Linked DNA regions of Anas platyrhynchos: region 2 is linked to region 1. The links are chromatin contacts, called in public Hi-C maps. All regions are on one chromosome and are shown on one strand. Each heading gives the region's core, a stretch centred on a gene start, on an enhancer-like site or on the middle of the called end of the contact. The rest is flanking DNA. Distances are from core to core; before and after follow the strand shown.

The links. Hi-C and Micro-C count contacts between places; a contact is called where the count stands out from the background.
Region 2: a contact with region 1 is called in a Hi-C map of skeletal muscle, with 3 times the contacts expected there. The contact joins the enhancer-like site here to the promoter of CARMIL1 in region 1. A contact is called at or near these places in 5 of 8 Hi-C or Micro-C datasets (liver, skeletal muscle, small yellow follicle and 1 more).

The regions. Positions count from the first base shown.
Region 1 is chr2:62,666,418-62,671,801 of IASCAAS_PekinDuck_T2T, forward strand. It overlaps CARMIL1 (capping protein regulator and myosin 1 linker 1), which reads left to right and starts at 3,131. Exons shown (of 38, transcript XM_072034847.1): 1 at 3,131-3,680. The coding sequence starts at 3,641.
Region 2 is chr2:62,955,935-62,961,318 of IASCAAS_PekinDuck_T2T, forward strand. All of the region lies in intron 3 of PARD6G (par-6 family cell polarity regulator gamma), which reads left to right. Among named protein-coding and RNA genes, the nearest start is that of BLOC1S4, 15 kb to the right of the region's middle. Within about 2 kb of position 3,132, at least 2 of the 8 cell types and tissues checked have an H3K27ac peak or open chromatin away from gene starts, as enhancers often do.

The DNA of each region.
Region 1 (5,384 bases), core at 1,881-4,380:
CTTTTCAGCAGGCCTGCTGCACACATGATATGCAAATGCTACATGACTACTGTAGCGTGATCCTAGCTAGGACACCAAGCCGTGATCATTTTCACCACTGCAGGTAACATAAGATGAGGAGAGCCCACTGACGGACATAGCAATGACTGCTTGGGAGCAGCTCGGGGTAAGAGCTGCACCCTAGGGTTACAGGAATACAACTGAGCTCAGACAGAAACCCAGCTCCATCTGCCTCAGCCACCCCAGTTTCACTTAGGCACCTCTGTTCTTCTCAGCTGTGCCTCTGTGGGGGTGGTGGTGTGGCTTTTCCTTTAAGCTGTAGAGGACAGTCTCCATTTGGGAGGCCTGGGAGCCAAATGTTTGGGACCCCAGGGGAGGTGGTCCAGGCTTCTCTGCTCTGGGAGGTGGAAACATCCTACTTTTCACAGGGCTTGCTGATGTTGCAATAGTGCCAGTATCCAGGCATTACTACAGCTGCAGCTTGCCTGAACGACCATTTCCTGCCTCCTCTCTAGGGAATAAGGAGTGGGAAATGATGCAATCTGCTGATTGAATCTGACCTTGGGGGCATTAACCCACCCAGATTTAGTCTACCTTCCCTCCCTTGAACCAGGTCAGTCTTCTGGGCTCCCAAAAGGAATGATACAGTAGCCTTGGCAGTGCTACTTCGTTAGCTTGTTATGCTGGTGATTAAAAAACAGAACAGAAAAAAAACTGCCTGCTACCACCATTCTTTTTGTTTGTTTTCTTTATTTTTCTGTATGTATCCTGGCTTTGCTGTGCTGGCTGTTTCGTGTGAAAAGAAGCAGAGATGGAGGGGTGCTCGCAGTACCCAGCAGAGTGCTGCAGGCAGGCAGGCCTGGAAGGAGCACATTGCTTCTGCAGCTGGTGCACCCTGAGAGGCCTACAGTCGCGTGGCAGGAGCCAGGAAAGCAAGATCCACACTTCAAGTACTGTTTCAGATAGAAATGAGGCAATGAAACTGCTTCTGCTTCATGTATGAGCTGTCATAGTTCCAAAAACGTGCATTTTTGCAGAGTAAGTAAATAGCGATGGAAGAGAAGGTATCTTTTGGGGAAGTTTTAGTCAAACACAGGGCATTAGACTCAATACAGAAGTAACTGCATGAAATTACATATCCTTCCTTATGCAGACCTAATAATCTGATTTTTCCTTCCTGGGTATTAGAAAAGATGTGAACTTCAGAATTCCTATTTTGTAGTTGTTATTTTTGTTTTGTTTTCTGCCCAAAGATGCTCAGATCCCTCAGTTGGAAGTAAGCTTGCTTATGTGCAACAAGCAAAAAATGCATATTTGTGCTGAGCTATGAGGAAAGACTGTCAGGTATTCTGCAGAGAAAGGAAAAGGATGCAGGTACAGTGAAGAAGAGGGAGCAGAGGACCATCAACAAGCAGGTATAGAGCTCTCTTTCTATGCATATATATGGCCAGGTAAAGTTTGACTGGCAGTGCTGTGTGTTAAAAGCACACAGCTTCTTTTACCAGTATACCCTATATTTACTGTTTGTTTATTTTCTTTAAAGAATGTCCCTATTTGCTTCCTGTAGTTAAACAACAAAAAGGAAAGGCAGCAAATTTGTATCTATTTCTTTAGTAATTGTATCTGTGTTGGTAAGATAATAGCTAAAGTTATTCAGAGAGCTGGTTGTTGCTGTGGGGAATCATAAAATCGTTTCACAAGTCGCAACCATTTCAAACTGCTAGTTATGTTTCTTTTGAAGACCAGGGAATGTGTAGTCCCCTAGATGCACAGAGCAGCAGCACAGCATTTTACCAGGAAAATAAGTCATCTTCTTGGATTTGTGCTGTTGCTCTCACTGAATGCATTTCAGGCGTCTTAAATAGGCATAAATGACTTTGATCTTGCAGATCCGTCACTCACTTGTAGAGCGCCTGAAATATGAGGTTTATGCAGTAATCCACCCCTTCAGGATGCAGGACGACCAATCACAGTCCTGCTGCAGTGAAAATGATCTTCTCATTGAAACTGTGCATCGCTACCAGGAGCAAGCCGAAGTATTTCCAGAGCTGCCTAGCCTCTTCCTCTCCCCTCATCCAATGAGCTTCTGTCTGCCCTTATTTTTATAGGCGCAATTAGGCAGCTCACGTGCTGTGTTTCTGTAACGCGTCTGTTGCACATAACAAAAATGCTCAGCGGCACAGTGCAACAAGCAAAACACTGCTATTTGTGGGGTTTTCTTTGATCCTGGGAAAGGAGGCATGCTTCTGGTTTCCTTCAGTCTAGCATAAACCCAGATACTTGCCTTTCCCCTCCTAAGGCGTTTGCTAAACAACCTGTAACAAGGGCATCACCTTATAACAGGTGACATCCCTGTGGAGACGAGGTGGGGGAGTGCAGAAGAGGCAGATGAGCTCTGGATCAGAGGTTATCCTTCGCCGGGGCTTAAAGCGACCCAGCCTTGGCGATCTCGTTCCCAGGCAGCAGGAAATGAGGGCTGACTTGATGGTTACAACCACTCCCTTTACAGCGTCAACCTTTTTTTTTAAAGAAACACACGAGAAGGAGCACTCCTGTGGGGCAAGGCCAGAGGATGCATCTGCCGAGGATGAGGACCTGTTGAGGAGGGCCGGCAGCGAGACCTTGAGACCTCGTTGCCGTAGGCGGTTCTGCATGGCTCCTGTGCTGAGTGGTGCTGGCTGGAGAGGCCACGTCCATGGAGCACCGTGTCCTGTGGGACCTCACGGTGGCCGAGCGCAGGCTGCAAACATCTGCGCTTGGTGCTGTAGCAGTGTTGCAATGCTTCCTCTTGGCGCTCAGGGGTTGTCAACAGCCAGCACCAGCACAGCCAAACCGTGGAAAAGGAGACGGTTCATCCATGCGAGAGGCTTCCTGCGAGCCAAGGACCGGGCAGCTCAGCCCTCATGCTGTTGTCGCAGTTATTTATTTACCTGCACTCAGGTCGTGCCTGGGCTATCACCACAGCCCCCCGAGCCCCCCAGTAGGGCCAGGGCCTCAATGGCGACCCCAAATCAGACCCCAGACCCTGCCTGGAGGGAGAAGGAGGCGGAGAGCAGGGACCAAAGCGGAGCCTGGGGCCGGGAGACCCTTGGGGGCCGCGCCATGGCCGCTCTCCCCGGGGGCCGTGCTGCGGGTGGGAGCGGCGGCGGCCGGCAGGTGGCCCCCGTGGCCGCCCTCCCCTCACCCCGGGGGGCTGGGGGGGCTGCATTTCCCTGCCTTCCCCTGCCCTGCCGGCCGTGGGCGCCACGGTTCCCCTCTCGGGAGCTGCGGAGGCCGGGGGAGGGCACCCTCCCTCCATCCATCCCTCCCTCCTTCATCCTGCCGCGGCGAGGGGGAAGGAGGGCGGGCAGCCCCCGCCCGGCTCCCTCCTCCTCCCTTCTTCTCCTCCCTCCCTCCCTGCCTGCCTGCCTGCCTCGGGGCTGGCTTCCTCCCCGGGAAATGCCCCTCCCGGCCGCTCTCTGAAGATCCCCATCCCCTTTTCCCTCCGCTCTCGCACGGCACCCCGGCGCAGGGCCAGCCCTCTTCGCCCTCCTCCTCCTCCTCCTCCTCCTCCTCCTCCTTCTCCCCCGCCCCGCGGCTCGCATGCTCGCCCGGCCCTGCGGAGGGGCGGCCAGCCGCTGAAGCAGCCCCGCCGCCCGGCATGGCCGAGGAGAGCTCCGAGCTCCCCCGGGAGCTGATAGGTGAGGGCTGGGGGTGCCGGGCGGGGGGCACCGGGGGGGCTGCGGGCTCCCCGGGGGACGGGAGGGCCGGGGGACGAGGCCCCGCTGCTGCCTGCGGGGACCCGAGCCGGGGGGGATCCGGGGGGGCTCTCCAGTGGGGGTGCAGGCTGGTGGGGGTCCTGGGGGGCTCCCGGGGGTCCCCCGGGGCAGGGACACGCGTGGGGAAGAGCCGGTAGCAGCCCTGCTGTCAGCCTCCAAGCTGCGCCCGGGGGGGGGGGGTTACATGATGTTTTTTTTTCCCCCCCTCCCACCCCACTGGGCTTGTTTAAAACTCATTTTTTTTTCGTCTGTGTGCACGTCCGAGAGGCTATTTGTAATTAAAGTTTAATGGCTGCATGCGGTGACCTCCCCCCCTACTCCCCCCCATGTTCCACGGTCTGTGCTTAAGCAACGCTGGCTGATGGCGAGGACCTCCTGAAAATGCTGTCATCGCTACTTGGGAGTGCTCAGTACATGGCGATACGGGCTGCTGGCAACCGGTGTCATTTGGGGATAACAGGTCTGATGCTTTAGGATCCAGCTGCTCTGCTCAGGCCAGGCGTCCACGGGTTTTAGACGCCGGGTCGCCTGTTGAAGGGCAATACGAAGCTCTCACCTACACTGGAATTAATTTAAAGTACTGCCTCAGTGACAGATGGAAACAGATTTGTCATGCAACCAGGTACATGTTGCACTGAATGCAGCTCTTACAAACATCACCTAGCTCATTTACACTGTTGCTGTGCCTTTGGTTGCTACAGGCAGTGCTTTTGCTGGGAATTAGTTTGAGTGTTTATAAAATATCGGCAAAAATCTGTATGGCAAGTTGCATTTGTCACAGATATTTTTTTCCTCTGTATAGAAAAAATCGCTTTATTTATGGTCTTTTTAATGTGCAAACCATGGGGGGTTACTAGCATTAGTATGTAGCCTGGCTACTGGGAAGTGATGAGCTATGTTTAAAACTGATTTTTTTTTCTTCTTTTTTTAATACATTTGAGATACTAACACATGATAGTAATTGTTGTGCATCTGCACTGTACCCTGCTATACCATAGGGGGGATGTAGTGCACATTAAGGAGAAAGGCAAAGCTGAACATCCCAATGCATCCCATCCTCCAGTGGCTTTGGACGATTTTAAGAAGTGCCTCCCCCCACCCCCAATCCTGGCTCCCTGTGCCCACCCACTGCATTTTGTCAGGGCTCTTTAGGGGCTTGTGGGCCAGTTCAAGTGGGATGGTTTGATTTCTCCCAGCATTTTGGCATCTGCATGTTAAAATGTAACCTGATAAACAGACTTTTTGGAATAACCCTATGCTTTGGGAACAGGACGGAAGGATGTGCCTTATACCGTAGTGATTACAGTGTGGAGATTAAACCGGGAGTGAGAATTGTCAGAACTGCAGGTTTTTGTTGTTACTCACTTCCTGCATGACCTTTGCTAGGTCAGGAAGGTTGAAGTCTTAAAAAAAAAAAAAATAAATAAATCAAAATAAATCTCTGTATTAATGTTGGCTTACCTGGATCTGCTCCCCTAAGGTGCTGGTGTCTGAACATAGGCAGTCATAGCCACAGGTGTTAAAAATGAGTGAGTACGTGAGAAGTGGAGCCTTAACTTTGTGCTCCTTAATCTGACAAACTACTTTGCAAGTCCTCCCGCGGCCAGTGTGTTTGGAAGAGCCCTC
Region 2 (5,384 bases), core at 1,882-4,381, 290 kb after region 1:
GATGGGGCCGGGGGTGCTCTGCCACGCTTAGAGCAGGATCTGTGCTGTTGCCTGTGTGTGGATCCTTCAGATGACATCTGCAAGGGCTAAACCCACAGGCCTTAACCCTTTACCCTTAGACTTGAGGGCTGTGAGCAGCCGTGGAGGCAGCAGCCAACCTTTTGAAGCAGGCTGCTGTTCGGTACCATGAGGAGCTGAGCACGTCACGCAGCCAGCGGTTTGACTTTTAAAGCTTTTTTTGTCCTATGCAGATGCATTCACGTGGAGTTCACCGTCCCTCTGATGTTAGCCACATGGCCTGGCTTCAAGACTTACTCCGCTGAGCTTTTCATTATCTGTGCCCCGACGTGTGTGTGTACGTGAATGTTTCTTTTCCCAGGAGGAGCTTGATGAGGGCAGAGCTGCTTCGCTGTCCTTTTGATCTTGGGCTCCTTTGGGATTGAAAGAGAAGCTTAAAAGGTTTATTCTGAAGCCAGGGAAGGTGGACAGCCGCTTGCTAGCTCGCTATCATTGGGATTTTTGTTAACGATCCTTCAAGTGTTTCTCCTCGAGTCCCTTATCTCCAAAGCAGAAGTTGTGACTCGATTTCCTGCGTGCTTTCCTCCGTCGGTCCTTTAGATGTGGTGCCCGTATTGTCAGGTGATAGCACCCGTGAGGTGGCTGATTGCTCTGAAGGCCTACAGAACATTAATAGCTGATGTAGAGTTGATTCAGAATTGTGCCCGTGGAGCAGGCGAGGCCCAGGCTGTTGAGTTAGGACCACCTTTACCCCTAAGGACCAATCTTTTCAGCCTGTCCTATAACGTGTTGGTCATGAGTTCATCACTTGCTGCTATAAACGTGACTCTCTGACTATCCAAGCACATATCCTGCATGAAATAATCCTGTCTTCCCAGGCTATTTCTGTGATTTTTATTTTTATTTTAACTTTGTACTCACAGAAACTTCTTAGGAAGGGAGCAGGAGGACAGCGAGCTTGGGGGGGTTGATAATTTCATTAGTAATTTTGAGAGAGGTCTGACTGAGTTGGCTTGGCCTGGAAACTTCTCCGTATTTAGCTCGGAGAACTGAAAAGTGCTTGTTAATGCGTTTGGTATCCTGTAGTTAAAGACAGGTTAGGATGAAAATAATGTTGTTACTATTGGTCCGTGGCACTGCTGGTAGCCTTGCTGTTGTTGCACTAACCGGATGAATCCCAAACCTCTAAGCTACCACAGGGAGAGGCAAAAAGCCATAGTCAGTGACCTACAGGAACTAGCAGTGACTTCCAATTGCTCAGAGGCTCCCGAGGAAGATTTTACTTGGCCACAGAAACCACTAGCCTCGCTGGAGAAAGATACAGCAGTGGGTCTGGATTGCTGTAGCAAGGCTGAGATCAAGCTGGGGTCACGCAGTGGCACGGCTCGCTGCAGCCCTGAGCACAGTGTCAGGGCCTGCCTGATTTGGCCACAAAAAACCGACCAGAAGTCTACCCAAATTCACGCTTGGGTAGAGCAGGTAAGTCTCAGGTGTGTTTCCCATACTGCTTTTTCTACCCTTGGTGGGAAGAGCATCAAAGACTTCATACCGACAGTTTTTGTGGTCGAGGTGAAATGTAAAGCTGAGGTGGGCTTTCCCTTCAGCTGCCTCTTCGCAAGCAAGACCAACAATAAAGTTCGGTCAAGGCAAAGTTGCTTTCTGAATTAAGTCCAGATTACATTTTTTTTGTTGTTGGTTTTTGTTTTTAATTCCCTAGGCCCTTTTGGCCTAGATTTGGAAAGTGTGAAATGTTTGATACCGCGTGGCTGTCTCCTAGACCACAGTGGGCTGAAATAAATGAAAAGGCGTGATCCCATCCTCTCTTGGGGGGTAACACACATTGGTTCAGTTTAGGGTAGAAAATCTTGTGTATTAGAGACTGAAATTTAAGTACTTGTTTATTTATTTATTTATTTATTTATTGGAAAAGGGAATGAGGGACTCTGTTCTGCCACTTTTCTGTGGGGAGGAAGGCTTTTAAAAAGGTGTTTTATCCCGAATCTGGTTATGGGTCCAAACCTTTGAAAGCTGCGAGCTCCATCTTTTTGTATACAGATACATATACATACATGTACATGTACACCAGTCCTCTGCAGGTATCCCCCAAGCTTAAATCTCTTGAATTTGAAGACAGAGTGGACCAAAAAAAGTGGACACAAGAGGATGTCTGTGGAAAGAGACTAGAACAGAAAGGGCAGCTGTATTAGCAGGGTGAGTCAGGTCAGTAGCTGGCAAAATATTTGGTACCCCAGGTGGTTCACCTACCTGTGGCCCCATTTTTGATTGGTGTTTATTATTTTTTCCTTCAACTTCTCTGTGTTGTGTGGAGCAGCTGCTGAAGGGCTGCTTGCATTAGTGTGATCAGCAGCGCTCGGGATGCTCCAGGCTGATAAGCAAGCTCCTCTTGGACAACGCAGTCGCTTGTCAGGATGAAAGAGACGTTGAGCAACGGCTTCCTGCCTGTGCCATTCCTCTCGCATTAGTTGCTGCTCAGCTTCTGCAATGGCTCTTAATCAACAAACTCCAGGTTAGCCTTCTAGATAAACACGAGCTAATGACTCAAAAACCGGTGGGGTACTTCAGGTGTTAGCTTGTAATTGGAAGTCCCCTCCCAAGTAAGTTTTCAAGTCGAAGGGTAAACAGGAATTCCTCCATTTTCTCCACCCTGCTGACAGCATGACTTCCTCGGATGGAAATTATCTAAGGGGTGCAATCCGGATCTTTTTTTATTTTTTATTTTTTGCATCAGAGGTGTTGACAGGTTATAACAAAGCCTGTAAATGTTAGAGCTGGAATCTGTTGACTGTGTTGCTGCCACAGAGCACATGGGACAGAGCAACAGTTTTTACGGCCCATTGGAGATGCAAAGAGTGAAAATATTGGTGGAGGAGGGAAAAAGCCTGATACAGTTGTTTTATTTTACATCTATTTAAATGCTTTTTGGGGAGATGGTCCCCTGAATCCATTTGTTTCCATTCTAACAGGAGTGATTTCTTCAAATGGGCACAGTGAGAGCGCTGTTGTACAAGGGCAGGCTTTTTTTTGAAGAGTCTGCAAATAATTGTGGTTGGTGATATGTGTGTGCTGACAGCTGGAATATCTGCACGAGCAATTAGCAGGATCTGCAACAACTGCAAATGCCAGCTCGGGACACTATCTAAGCGCTGCCCTGCGCGCTGAAATGCTGGAAGTGGGAATTTTAAAGCTAATTTAAGAAAGCTGTTTCCTCCTGGGAACAAAACAGGTTTCATAATGATGACTCGCGTTTGCAAAGACACATTTTCTGTCTACTGAGAAAATAAGGTCATTTACAAATGACCTATGATGCATGCAGCAGAGACCTAGTGTTTTATTAAAAGAAAGTGAGACCCTGGCAAGGCTTTTATTTTGTGTTTTTTTGGGGTTAGGGTGTTAAAAACGTAAGCCACCTTTGTTTCTGCCTGCTAACCAGTATCAGCAGATAAGGCACGGACTGTACACTGTGAAGGAGAAAACACGAGGATTGAAGTGCCTTAGTCAAGCTGTTCTACCTTATTTTAATGCCTTCTTAGGGCATCTATAAATCCCAGAAGAGAAAGGGAGGACTGCGTGCTGATGGTTATCTTCCTCTGTTTGAGGCCTTAAGGAAAGCAACCTGGAGACTTGCAAGAAGAGAATTAAACAGGCTAGGAAGGATGCTTACAGAGTTTTAAAGTGCCAGGGTACGTCTCCTGCTTTCTGAATCCATGTGGTAGAAGGGGTTTGTGTCCTCATTTTTTGCACGTCGGCTGTTTAAAGGCATGCAGTCGTTGCATGTGATCCTCATGCAAATATCCAGCTTTCACCATTTCTAAAGCATTTTTGGTAACAAAGGCAGTTTGCATACTCTGGAGAGAAGAAATCCTCTGGGGATAATAGATCTGTTGGAAGTAGGAAGAGGGAAACCAGCTTGAGGACCCTGCTGAGTGACTAGACTTCCTCTCAAGTGGCTGCTCGGTGGTGTTCCCAGCCTGCTAGCCAGCCTTTTGGCTGACACTTGGCCTAACTCCCCCGTGCGTGCCAGAAGTCTGGTTCAGGGCCCTCCCCTTCATGTCTGCTTCAAAGGTGCAGTTAATGCGGCTCCATTAGCCATTCTGGAAAGGAAACTTTGAGCTCAAAACGTAAGGTGCGTTAGGGTTTTTCTTTGAAGTGATGTAAGGAAGACTTCCCTAAGCGTCAGCACTTCTCACCGAGCTCAAAAGAAGCTCGGTGCTGATCCTGAGGTGGTGTTTTTCTCCAGCAGCTGGGACAGCTGTTGGAAAAGCCTGGTTTTCAGGTGCACTTACGTGTAAACGACTTCTGAATTGAGGGTTTTACGGCCTCTGAACTGGAGGCTTGCTGCTGGCCATGCTTAACTCAAAGTGCTGAGACACCGACTTGTTAGAGCTGGTAAACAGAGCTGCTGCCTCACCGGCTGGTGACATTATTTCCTTCTGGATATTCCCTGCTGCCTTGCGAGCCACTGCCAAGGTATATAGAGTGACTCACTTCTTGTAGTGCTTCCAAGGTGGAATTTCTTCAGTCTGAGCTCGGGGCTGACAATGGTGGTGTTTTTTTGCCTACTTGCTAGGTTAGGCAAGGCTTCGTCGGGGCGAGCCCAGAGGTGACACATCCCGCACCCAGCAACCCAGCAGCTGCCTCTCGTCGATGGAGCAGATCTCACTGGTGAAGCTCGCTCAGAGGGCTCAGGTTCTGGGGAGGATTTCATGCTGCGCTCCCGCAGAAAGCCCCCTTTGTGCAGGAGCTCAGGCTGACGCTGCACAAGGCGGCGAGGCTCCCACGCAGGCAGCATCCTCCCCTGTACACCACCACAGCCAGAGCGCTGGGAGCGAGTGCCTGCCGTTATTACAGGGCCAGGAGGCTCCTCCTCGCTCCCCCTGGGCTGCGCAGCACCAGAGGGAGGCTTTGTAATTAACGCAACCATCTGAAGCCGGAGAAAGAGCAGAGCTCAGCTAAAACGGCCTCCCCGGTTGTTTGGGCAAGCGGCTGATGTGAAATCTGGCCCGGGAGCTTTGCGTTGGCCTTTGGCTGATCTGACACGAGAGCAAACAGGTCGGTGGTGCTTTCCCAGGGGAGACACGTTACGAGCAAAGCTCTTGCTGCCACGGGCTGGCTTTCTGATAGCCACAATGCCCAGCTGCTCCTCAGTGCCATGCCACCCATTCAGTGTGTGTCAGTTACTGCTAGGATCAGGATTTTCCAGATTTCTTCCTTGCCCAGACAAGCAGGTGATTCATAGCCACTGCCTTTTTTTTTCTTTTTCCCTGTTTTCCTTCTGAAACTCTCAGCAATGTGCCTTAAAAGGTGGAGACTAAAGCATTACCATTACCTCTTGCAACTAACCCATC